2 separate regions of the Capsicum annuum genome follow, and region 1 is linked to region 2. The links are chromatin contacts, called in public Hi-C maps. All regions are on one chromosome and are shown on one strand. The core of a region is the stretch at or near the end of the contact, and the rest is flanking DNA. Distances in the headings are between cores, read along the strand shown. Region 1 holds the start of LOC107873135 (calmodulin calcium-dependent NAD kinase). Region 2 has its middle 35 kb from the start of LOC107873134.

The links. A called contact is a pair of places that touch in the nucleus more often than the background predicts.
Region 1: a contact with region 2 is called in a Hi-C map of leaf, with 2.8 times the contacts expected there. The contact joins the promoter of LOC107873135 here to the enhancer-like site in region 2. A contact is called at or near these places in 2 of 5 Hi-C or Micro-C datasets (leaf and placenta).

What each region holds. Positions count from the first base shown.
Region 1 is chr6:158,199,084-158,204,951 of UCD10Xv1.1, reverse strand. LOC107873135 (calmodulin calcium-dependent NAD kinase) reads right to left here and starts at 4,032. Exons shown (of 9, transcript XM_016719873.1): 1 at 3,941-4,032; 2 at 3,573-3,764; 3 at 2,953-3,176; 4 at 2,770-2,828. The coding sequence starts at 3,953.
Region 2 is chr6:158,085,743-158,091,213 of UCD10Xv1.1, reverse strand. It overlaps the pseudogene LOC107874966. Among protein-coding and RNA genes, the nearest start is that of LOC107873134, 35 kb to the right of the region's middle. Within about 2 kb of position 3,558, at least 4 of the 5 cell types and tissues checked have an H3K27ac peak or open chromatin away from gene starts, as enhancers often do. A contact at or near this core is called in leaf, where this site is marked.

The DNA of each region.
Region 1 (5,868 bases), core at 2,783-5,282, 110 kb before region 2:
TCATTGGGCTATGGAGAATACACGTAGTAACTCAGTCAAAGGACACGTTTACAGGATGAGTCTGGCTGCAGGGGTTTATTACATATGGAAGGAGCGTAACTTCAGAATATTTCAACGACATAGTCGCTTATATAGTATTAGCACTACTGTTATTCAGGTGTTTTGTAGAAGCGGCAGAAATAGGCAACTTGTAGGAAAATTGCAGTATCTAGATAGATATGTATGAAGGATCCTGAAGCATACCTTAGAAGTGCTTAATTGTTGATTGTCTGAGCAGTAGGATAGGAGTTTAGTTGAGAGGTTTACCAATCTTGTTTTAAGGCTGTTGTACAAAACGTTTCGCTTGATTTGTGAATAAAAAAATTACTTCTCAAAAAAAAAAAAAAAAAGACATGTATTAACGGCATAACATTAAAAATTGATTTTAAAAAAAAAATTAATCGTTATAATAAAATGATTATTTTTATAGAAAGGTATGCCCATTTATGAAGGAAGGTAAGTATATATTTAAAATGGTTCAACTATTTTTACTATTGTATGTCATGAAAAATCAATTGCCAAGAGGATCAACAGTGACTTTTTTGCAAAGAGGTCCTTTTAGATATTTTTTCTAAAAGTTCATTTTCATGAAGGGGACCGGCAGTTAGGGTGTGCAAAAATCGAACCGACCGATAAATCGAATCAATAAAAATATTATTGGTTTATTGTTATTGGGTTAATGATTTTTTAATGGTTTTATTAAAAAAATTTATTGGGTTATGGATTCGGTTTGATATTTTCTTATTGGGTAAACTGATAACCCAATAAGAATATATATATATATATATATATATATATATATATATATTCTCAACTTCTCTTTAATTTCTACAAATTAACAAAATTATTGTTTCAATTATACAAACTCTTAATTTCTCCTAACAATATTTAGTTCAAACTTGAAGATTCCTGTAAATTAAAATACATTATGTAGGATTTTTGGTTGCAACTAAGATTTGATTTTTTTTTCAAATTAATTACTACAATTTCTATTTTATGAGTATTTTCTTATCGGTTAAATCGAAAATTGAATCATTAAGGACTAAAAATCCATAGACCGAAAATCGATAAAAAATATCTTATTGATTTGACTATTGATTTAGCATATTTAAAAATAAAAAATTAATAAATCAAATCGATAATATGTAAAATCGAACCGACTGATGTACGCACCTACCAACAGCTGCCTCCACAAATAAAGATTTAAAATCTTTGTCTAGTTGTACTTCCCACATGCTTGAAAATAGCAAAAATTTCAAGTTACAATGGGGTTCAATTGATTTGTTTCAGACTTGTACTTTTAAAATTGGATTCTTCCACACATCTAGACCTATCTATGCTAATATCTAGCCAGGTAGTAGTAAACTTTTCAGTCTTACAATTGAAAAATAATCATTATATTCAAATTTTAATTTTTGTAAGTGAAACTTCATAGCACTCCAAAACAATAACTGCTATAATTATTAAGATTGAAAGTGTTGATTTGTGATTTTTTTCCGAATCTCTAGCCTCCCATCATGGGGGCGTGGATGTTCCGGTTCGTAGGTGTGAGAGATTAGCGTTGGATGGCTTTAGGAGGAGTAGAGGTAGACTGAAGAAATACTGAAGGGAGGTGATTAGACATGACATAGAGCAGCTTCAGCTTACTGAGGACATGATCCTAGATAGGAAGGTGTGGAGGTCGAGGATAAGCGTAAAAGACTAGTGTTAGTGTGTGGATTGTAGCAAGCAGTCAGGAGAGTTCTTGTGTAGCCGGGATAGTAATCATAAGACAGTGTATATAGGTGTCTTTGGTATGTGAGTGTATGGTACTACCCATCCATCACCTTGTTTACTATCCTTTATCTTGAGCCGGGAGTCTATTGGAAATAGCCTCTCTACCTCTTCGGAGGTAGCAATATGAACTGCGTATATCTTACCCTCCCCAAATTCCACGCTGTGAGAATACACTGAATTTATTGTTGTTGTAGCTTCCCAGCATCCCTCAAAGCTGACCTCACAAAATAAAATAGAAATTTGATTTTACAATATCTTTTGTGGATACAACTAGTAAAAGTCAAAGAGATCATCTAGATAAGGTGAAACAGAATTTTTGGTCCTCAATTTCAAACTACCACCATGTGAATAGTATTGACAAATAATATCCTTTGCAAAAATTGACGGAAAATACTAATTATACTGCAATTTGGTTGATCATTAAAATAAGTCCTTTTACGCCAGTCATTGAAACCACAGCTTCTTATCCATCACTATCACTATAATTATATCCATATCCTATTTCGTTTAAATAATATGTAAGTACAAAATTAGAGATAGTATTATGTTATAGTAATAGAATATCCACACTTAACTTTCAATATGCAATAATGTCATATAATGATATGATTCACTTATTTTGAGATGACATGACATGATTAATGACAACTAACTTTTTTTATATAAAATTTCATCCAAGGTGAAATTAAGATCTATCTACATTCTATTTTTTTTTTAAAACTTCAATTATAAAATTATAATGAGTTTGTTATCAACAAATTGTTGTATTTAAAAATTTACTGGCCGAATTATTTTATTCTTGGCTGAAACTTGCAAGCAAGAGCGAAAAAATTTGGACCATTCCGTCATAAATGTGAGTGACTGTCTAGATGTAGTAGGTTTGCATGTCGTCCCCACTCCCCACATTTACAAGAGGAGAAAACAGTTTTAATTAAAGGCAATGAAACCAATCACCTTGTAGCTGCCAGCACCAAATCCTTTAGTCTTTTCTGCTCAGAATCAACACTCAACACCTTCAACAACAAAAAGTTATATTTAACTTATAAGTTTGTGGCTTATAAAAAAATAGTCTTTTTTTGGTTTTCTTGCTTCTTGATTTCAAATGAAAATCAATGATAAACTTATATAGATGCCTACCTGGCTAATCAATATAGAAGCTTTACTCCAATGGAAAGCAAAGTACGCAAGAATGCACCTCTCTAATTCATTCTCCAATTTGACATATAAAGATTCAGCATCTTCTTCATTTGCAAAGTATTCAAAGATGCCATCATCACACCCTTTGGATCTCTTCAAGTATTCTTGTACTAGCTCACATAATCCAGGACACTCACTTTCATCCTTAAACCCCAGTTGCCTTGCTACACCACGTAATATTCCAATTAATTAACAAAACAAAAATTACAAATTAATCTTAAGCTTGTTTAACCAAACTTCCTATATTTGCTTATTTTGAAAAGTGTTTTTTCCCTTCAGAAGTAACAGTTTATGTTTAATAATCGATATGAAAAACACTTTTATCAATATTAGAACAACAATTCGTGCTTGACTAAGATTCTAAAAATGGTTGAAGAAAAAAAAATTATTTTTTTTTCAACTTCTATAGATAAACTACTTTCAAAAAGATTAACCAAACACCTGTAACTCTCTAAAATAAGCTCATAATTTAAAAGAAAACATTTTCAGCCTTAAGAAGCTTAGTCAAATAAGCTGTAAATATAATTCAAAATGATTACGCAATTTTATAAATAACTCACCAACATAATGGGAAAATCTTTCGAGTCTACCACCAGCACGGCCAGATTCAGTTGCATCCAAAATAGGAGACAGTTGATTTATTATTATCATGTGATTATCAACTTTAGGAGATTTATTTTTGCGAAGATGATGCATCGCTAGAGCAGAGATTATTCCAATAAGACTTGCACCCAATATATGCACTTGCGTATCTGCAGGAAAAGTAAAAGGAAGTTTATATAGCAAGTGTGCTTATAATTATATATGCATACAGTTCAACAAAGAAACAATAAGTGCGACGCTATTTTGACAAAAAGAATTGAATAGAAAAGGTCAAATTCAAACTAAAGAATATTTGGGGAGAGGAAGGAACTTAGTAGTGGGTTACATTTCAGCAGCATGTTTGATTTGTTGTTGTTGTACACTACAGAAGAAAGAGTCTTTCAACTAGGAGTTGAATTTTCTTTATTTGGTTTCTGCCTTTTTTTTCAGTTGGAGTCTCAATTTTTTGGGATCTTATAATGATGATAATAAGTTAATGGGGTAATAAGAAAATATAGATTAAAAGGAGGACTCCTTTTTAAAGAGTCAACTCATCAATTCGAATGATGATTGAATAAAATAAGTTATAGTTGGGTGCAGCGTTTCTTTATTTTTTTTTTAATATATATATATATATATATCCTGAGGGTGCGGGGACCTGAAAGAAGATGTGAGTTTCTTGTTCCAACTACCAGAAATTAATAATTGAGTAAAAAAAGAGTACTTAAAACATGTGAAATCATACTCTCTTCCTTACCTTTATTTTTATTCAACAATCACTTATTTCTAAATGAATTTTTATTTTTACTTGTAATTTTAATATGTTATAAAAAAAAAAATCTTTTTTATATTTTACACTTAATATTAATTATTTATTTTTAAATTATTTTAAATATTTAATATTAAACATTAATTAATCGGGCTACTTTGATAAAATAGACATGTCAATTGTTATTTTTTTAATAAATTTATCTAGTCAAAATGTGACAAGTAAAAATAAACGGAGGGAGTAATATCCTCCGTCTTAATTTGTTTGGGCTATTTTACTTTGGCACAGAGTTAAGAAAAGTTAAAAAGGTTTTTGAATCTTGTGGTTTAAATAAAAAATATATCAAATGTTAAAATGATCTTTAATCTTATATTATTAAATATGTCATGTATAAAATTGAAATTAAAAAATAAATTATATGTCAAGTCAAAATATATCAATCAATTTTAAAAAGATAATTGTTAATCAGCATATAAGTTTTACCAAATTTGCCGTCCGCAAATTTTGAGAATAATCATGCGGATTTCCATGGTGCATACATGAGGATCCAAACTAACATCCGTAATTAGTTTGTGAATATGTAATTAACTTGATTAAATCGTGGTCAATTTTTTCAAGAAATTAAGCATCACATAGCTTATAGTCTGTGTCACTTTAAAGCAGTTTAAAGTGTTATTTATGCAATTAAAATTAGAAGCTCTAAGTAAAGATACAATAATCAGAACGTCATAAAACAAAAAATCCATTTCAGTACTTTAAAGACCAAAGTCATCGATAAACACTCAAACTTGTTATCAAAATTCACTTAGACACCTAAACTAAGGTCTGTTCCTATCAGGCCCCTAAATCCCCCACATTTTGTTCCAATTGGGCCTTTTTTGCCCTATCAGCAAAAAGCTCAAAGTGCGTGTTGCACACACGCGATGATGTGGCAAAATGAGCTAATTGGAAGCTGACACATGTCATTGTGGATCCAATAATTATTAAAAATTAATTATAATTCATTTAAAAAAAGTATATACAAATGGCATTGACGAAATTATTAAAAAATAATTCTAAAATTATTTAAAAAATAAAAAAATGATTATTTAAAAGAAATTATAAATTTTTTACAAAAATGAAATAAATTATTAAAAAATAACTTTTTAAAAAAAATTAATTATTAAGAAAAATTATTAATTATTTTAAAAATGAAAATAAAAAATGGAAAGGATATAAATCATGAAAAAATAATTATAAAATTATTTGAAAAATAAAAATAAAAAATTGATTATTTAAAAAAATTATAAATTTTTTTTAAAAAATGAAATAAATTATTAAAAAAATATTTTTAAAATATAAAATTAATTATTAAAAAAATTATAAAACTTTTTAAAAAATGAAAATAAAAAATGGCATTGGGGATATAAATTATGAAAAATAATTATAAAATTATTTGAAAAATAAAAATAAAAAACTGATTATTTCTAAAAAATATATATTTTTTAGAAAAAATGAAATAAATT
Region 2 (5,471 bases), core at 2,309-4,808:
TCATAAGACAAGTGATTTATGGTTTGTAGATAGTGGTTGTTCAAATCATATAACGGGCACTAAATCTATGTTTCAAGAGCTTGATGATAAGCAAAGGAAGAAGGTGTAACTTGGTAACACAAAAGAGATACAGGTTGAAGGAAAAGGCAAGGTGATTGTCGACACTATCCACGACAAAGTAAAAGTGCTAGATAATGTTCAGTTTGTACCTGATCTAGGATATAATTTGATAAGTGTTGGAGAGCTAATGACTGATGGATATTCTCTTTGGTTCGATAACGATGCGTGTGTCATTACAAATAAGAAGTCAAGAAAAAAGGTTCGCATCACCATGACGCCAAATAATATATTTCTGTTGGATGTTTCCAATATGGAAACTTTTCCCTTGCTGCAAGTGCAAAAAATGACTCAAAGTTATGGCATCTGAGGTACGGTCACCTTAACATAAAAGGCTTGAAATTGCTCTTTGACAAGGGTATGGTTCTTGGACTACTTAAAATTGATTCTATTGAATTGTGTGAAGGATGCATTTATGGAAAACAAACTAAAAAACCTTTTCCTATTGAAAAGGCTTGGAGGGCTTCAAAATGTCTTGAATTATTACATGTTGATTTATGTGGACCTATGCATACTACATCTTTTGGTGGCAGTCGTTATTTTCTACTCTTTACTGATGATTATAGTCGCATGAGTTGGGTCTATTTTTTGGAAAGCAAATCAGAAATATTTCAGAAATTCAAGCAATTCAAAGTCATGGTTGAGAAACAAAGTGGTATGTCCATCAAAACCTTTCACACTGATAGAGGCGACGAATTCTTGTCCAAGGAATTTAATTTCTTTTGTGAAGAAAGTGTCATCTACATGGAGCTAACAACACCATATACACCAAAGTAAAATGGTGTCACTGAGCGAAAAAAATTGCACTGTTGTGGAGATGGCAAGAAGCATGTTGCAAGCAAAGGGACTTCCGAATTATTTTTTGGTTGAAGCTGTGGCGACATCAGTCCATTTATTGAATCTATCTCCCACAAGGGTTTTTCTAAATCAAACTCCATTTGAAGCTTGGCGGGGTATAAAACCATCTGTAAGTTATTTAAGAATTTGTGGTTGTATTGCTTATGCTTTGATAAATTCTCAATTCCATCATAAGTTGGATGAGAAATCTGAAAAATGCATTTTTATTGGTTATTGTGCACAATCCAAAGCATATAGATTGTATAAACCCCTTAGTAGAAAGATTTTAATCAGAAGGGATGTAGTATTTGATGAAACGGCAAGTTGGAATTGGAGTGGAAGCAATGGTAAGATGAAGAGCAGATTCCTATGCCGACTGGAATCACTTTTGATGGAATTCAACAACCAAATGCTGCAACTACAGCAATGGGTTCTTCTACAACTTCCTCGAATTCTTCTTCTTCGGCTTCACCGAGCAAAACCTCTTTAGATACAACTCTTGAAGAGTCTCCAGATGATCCAATTCTATTAAGAAAATTAACAAGGCCTACAAAGCCGAATCCCAAGTATTCTAATGACATGTATACATCTTGTCAATTTTGTTTTGCTGTTTCAGATCCTACACATTATAGAGAAGCAGCTGAAAAGGAAGAGTGGCGGAGTGCGATGGTTGAAGAGATAAATTCTATCGAAAAGAATGGCACATGGGAGATGGTGGAATTACTGGAAGACAAAAATGCAATCGGCTTGAAATGGATCTTCAAGACAAAGTTTGCAGCGGATTGGAGCCTACAGAAGCATAAAGCTCGTCTTGTGGCAAAAGGATATGCGCAGCAATATGGTATAGATTTTGAAGAAACATTTTCGCCAGTTGCTCGGTTTGAAACCGTTAGACTTGTTCTAGCATTGGTTGCGCAGTCACAATGGCTAGTTTATCAATTTGATGTCAAGTCGGCATTTCTCAATAGAGACTTACAAGAAGAGGTCTACGTAACACAACCAGAAGGTTTCATAAAGAAGGGCGATGAACAAAGGTCTACAAGCTAAAAAAGGCATTATATGGTTTGAAACAAGCCCCTCGAGCATGGTATAGCAAAATCGATGGGCATCTTCAGACAAAGAGATATATGAGAAGTAAGAATGAACCCACATTGTATGTAAAGAAGAGAGGTACTGATTTCATCATTGTTTTTCTTTACGTTGATGATATTATTTATACTAGCTCTTCTATTTCTCTTGTGGATGAATTTAAGTCGCAAATAATGAATGCGTTTGAGATATCAGATATGGGTTTATTACATTACTTTCTTGGCCTTGAAGTCCATCAAGCTAAAGATGGAATATTTCTATCACAAAGGAAATATGCCAAGGACCTTCTCATTAAATTTGGTTTGCCTAATTGCAAGCCTGCAGTTACACCTATGAATGTTGGTGAAAAATTGTAGCTTAATGATGGATCAGAGATGGATGATACTAGAAGTTTTAGAAGCCTAGTTGGAGGTTTGATTTACCTAACCCACACTCGCCCCGATATTGCATTCTCTGTTGGTGTCATTTCCAGATTCATGCAAAAACCTTTAAAGGTTCATTTTGGAGCAGCAAAAAGGGTTCTGTGTTATATCGCTGGAACTATGGACTATGGTATTTGGTATTCACAAGTTCCCAATTTTAGATTATGTGGGTTCACTGATAGTGACTATGCTGGTTCGTTGGATGATAGACGGAGCGTTTCAGCTCATGTTTTCACTTTAGGTTCAAGTGTGGTGATTTGGAGTTCAAAGAAACAAGCTACAACAACGCTGTCAACCTCAGAAGCTGAGTACATTGCAGCAACTTCAGCAGCTTGTCAAGTCATCTAGCTTAGAAGGATGTTAGCAGAACTTCAGCATAAGCAAGAAAGTGCAACAGGGATATACTGTGACAACAAAGCGTCGATCGCCATGACAAAGAATCCAAGTTTTCACAGCAGAACTAAGCACATTGATGTCCACTTCCATTTCATTCGCGATTTGGTAGCAAAAGAGGAAATAATACTGAAACATTGCAGCAGTCATAAGCAATTAACTGATATACTGACAAAGTCTTTGGCAGCAGACAAGTTTATTTATTTGAGGGCTTTGCTTGGTATCTGTAACTTTGAATTAAGGGGGAGTATTGAAGACTAATTCAATATATGACCAAGTCAAATTTAAATTGTTAGTAGTTTCCTATTTTCTTAAACTGTTAGCAAGTCATGCTGCAGTATATTTTTAGTTAACAGTAGTGGATAGTTATTGCCTAGTTAGTGGATAAGTGGCTCAGTGGTTTATTTGTTTTGTAAGTCTATATAAAGAATTGTCTTCAGTTTTTTTTGAATATATACAGAAAAGCTGAGTTTCAGCACATATTGAGCCCTCTTTCAACCTCTGCTACAGATCCCAACACCATTTACTCTCAGGAACTGTTTTCTGAATGCGGAACAATACTGGAGGGCGTCTTTTAAGTCCCTACTTTCTAGTAGGCAGCTTGTGGAATATATAGTTCTAGATATTGAGGCTGTTTCTTCCAAGGTCAATAGTGGTGGATCTAAGTACGCTTTGGCAGATGCCCAAGTAGCTCGTATATCTGATTTTGGAAAGAATGATACAATTTTCAATGTGCGAACACATCTGGGGATTATGCACTTGGTTATGACTTATATGCTGCTAATAGTAATGATAGTGAGCTGGACAAGTATAAAGGCTTTGTTCTCCCAGATGTGATACTGGTTAAGAAGAGCTATGAAGAGAAATGGCAGAAGAAGCGTGGGAAGCCTCGTTCATGGAAGCTGAAATCTCTCAATATGGAGATTGATGACAATGCAAAGGGTAGAGATCATGAAGAGAAGCTGAACTCTGAGTATGAACAATTCTTAAGAGATTTAGAGGAGAATCCAGATTTGAGGTTCAACATATCCCTTTACCGTAACAAGGCGTATCAGCCATCAGAAATGGCATCTGTGACTGATGGCGATGATGCTCCTTCTGTCCCGTTGGAGGAATTGTTAGCTGATCTTGATTTAAGTGAGGAGGAGGCTGACAATGATAGCAAGAGGGAGTGAGTCGAGTACGTGGATATGCACTTGTTTTTTTGGATACTAAAATCTTAGATGAACTTCACAGGTGAGAGACCTGCTGCTGCTGCTGCATCTTTAGCTCGTTTCCGTGGTATTTACTGTTTTATTACACTATGATTTCCTCCTATTGTGGTTTGTCATCCTTTGTAAAGCGCAAGGCATCAGTTTTGTTTGGAGTAATTAGGTCGTCCTGTAGGCGTGATAGTGCTCTGCCATCTTTTCCCAAGTAAAAATGAAGCCACCGCTTCTCAATAGAAGAGCTTTTGAAAGGTTCGGTTAGAATAGCAGACATGAGCCAAGTTGAAAGAACTGCAGTCTAAAAGTTTTGTTTCCTTTTATGGTGCGGATCTATGGTGTGTATAATGACTGTTCAATTATTTTATCTGTCTTTTCGATCATCATACTTCTGCATTGATGTTTAAAACTTAACCCACACCAAACCTCCCTCCCATCCACTACCTGCTGGAGTGCTATGGGTGGTTGACCATTTTCATTTGTCAGATAAAGATGAAAGTGTCTCGCTTCAATTGTCTTAAAGGAGGTAGTTTATGTATGTCGTTTTGAGTTCTTCCATGGTCATACTTGAAAATGAAAACTATACCAGTAGATCTCATTTCTGGGTACTTTGAGAATCTCAGATGTAAAGAAGTTTCTACTGTTCAAATAGATGTTTTGTTAAGCAATTTTAGAATCTCAGATGTTGGAAGTTTGTTATCGGAAGTTTCCTTGGACAAAATTTATGTGATGCTCAAGTTGATTAAGAAGACTAAAAATTACACAAATACACAACTTATCTTTACAATATTACAAAAAATCTCAACTCCCTAAACATATTACAAAAATTCCATATACACAGAATGCTATGTATATGTCGACTATGTTATATATATTAATAAGGAGAGAGAGTAAAGTAATTAAAAAAGTGGGAGAGAGTGTAATTACTTCCAAAAGGATTGGTATTTATGTTATTTATACTTAAAAAGAAGAAGTGTTTGTGGGATGTTTTTGAATAACTGTAGTTTTTTGGGGAAAAAGGTTATTTGAAAGTTGAAAATTTGTAAGTGGACGTTGAAGATAAATGATTTGAAGTTAAATATAACTTTAAAACTTTAAACCGGCAAGAATTTGCAAGTGAAATTGCTGAACAAATCCATAAATAGTGCAGGTACTAGTGGTGGTATGATAATTATTGCTGTTGTAAAATCTGGTGGAGTTTGCTTTGGCTTAAGTCTCTAAAACATGTGAGATGACTGTGCAATGTACTTAGCAAATTACTATGTGGTTCAGGCTTCAGATATCCCTGGTTCCATTCTCTTCTGTAATTATGAATTGCCTTTGTCACCACTCAGCAATCGCATGAAGGATTTGAATTAGTTTGCTTACAGCGAGTGTACCACTTCTATTCAAACATGACACATTTACT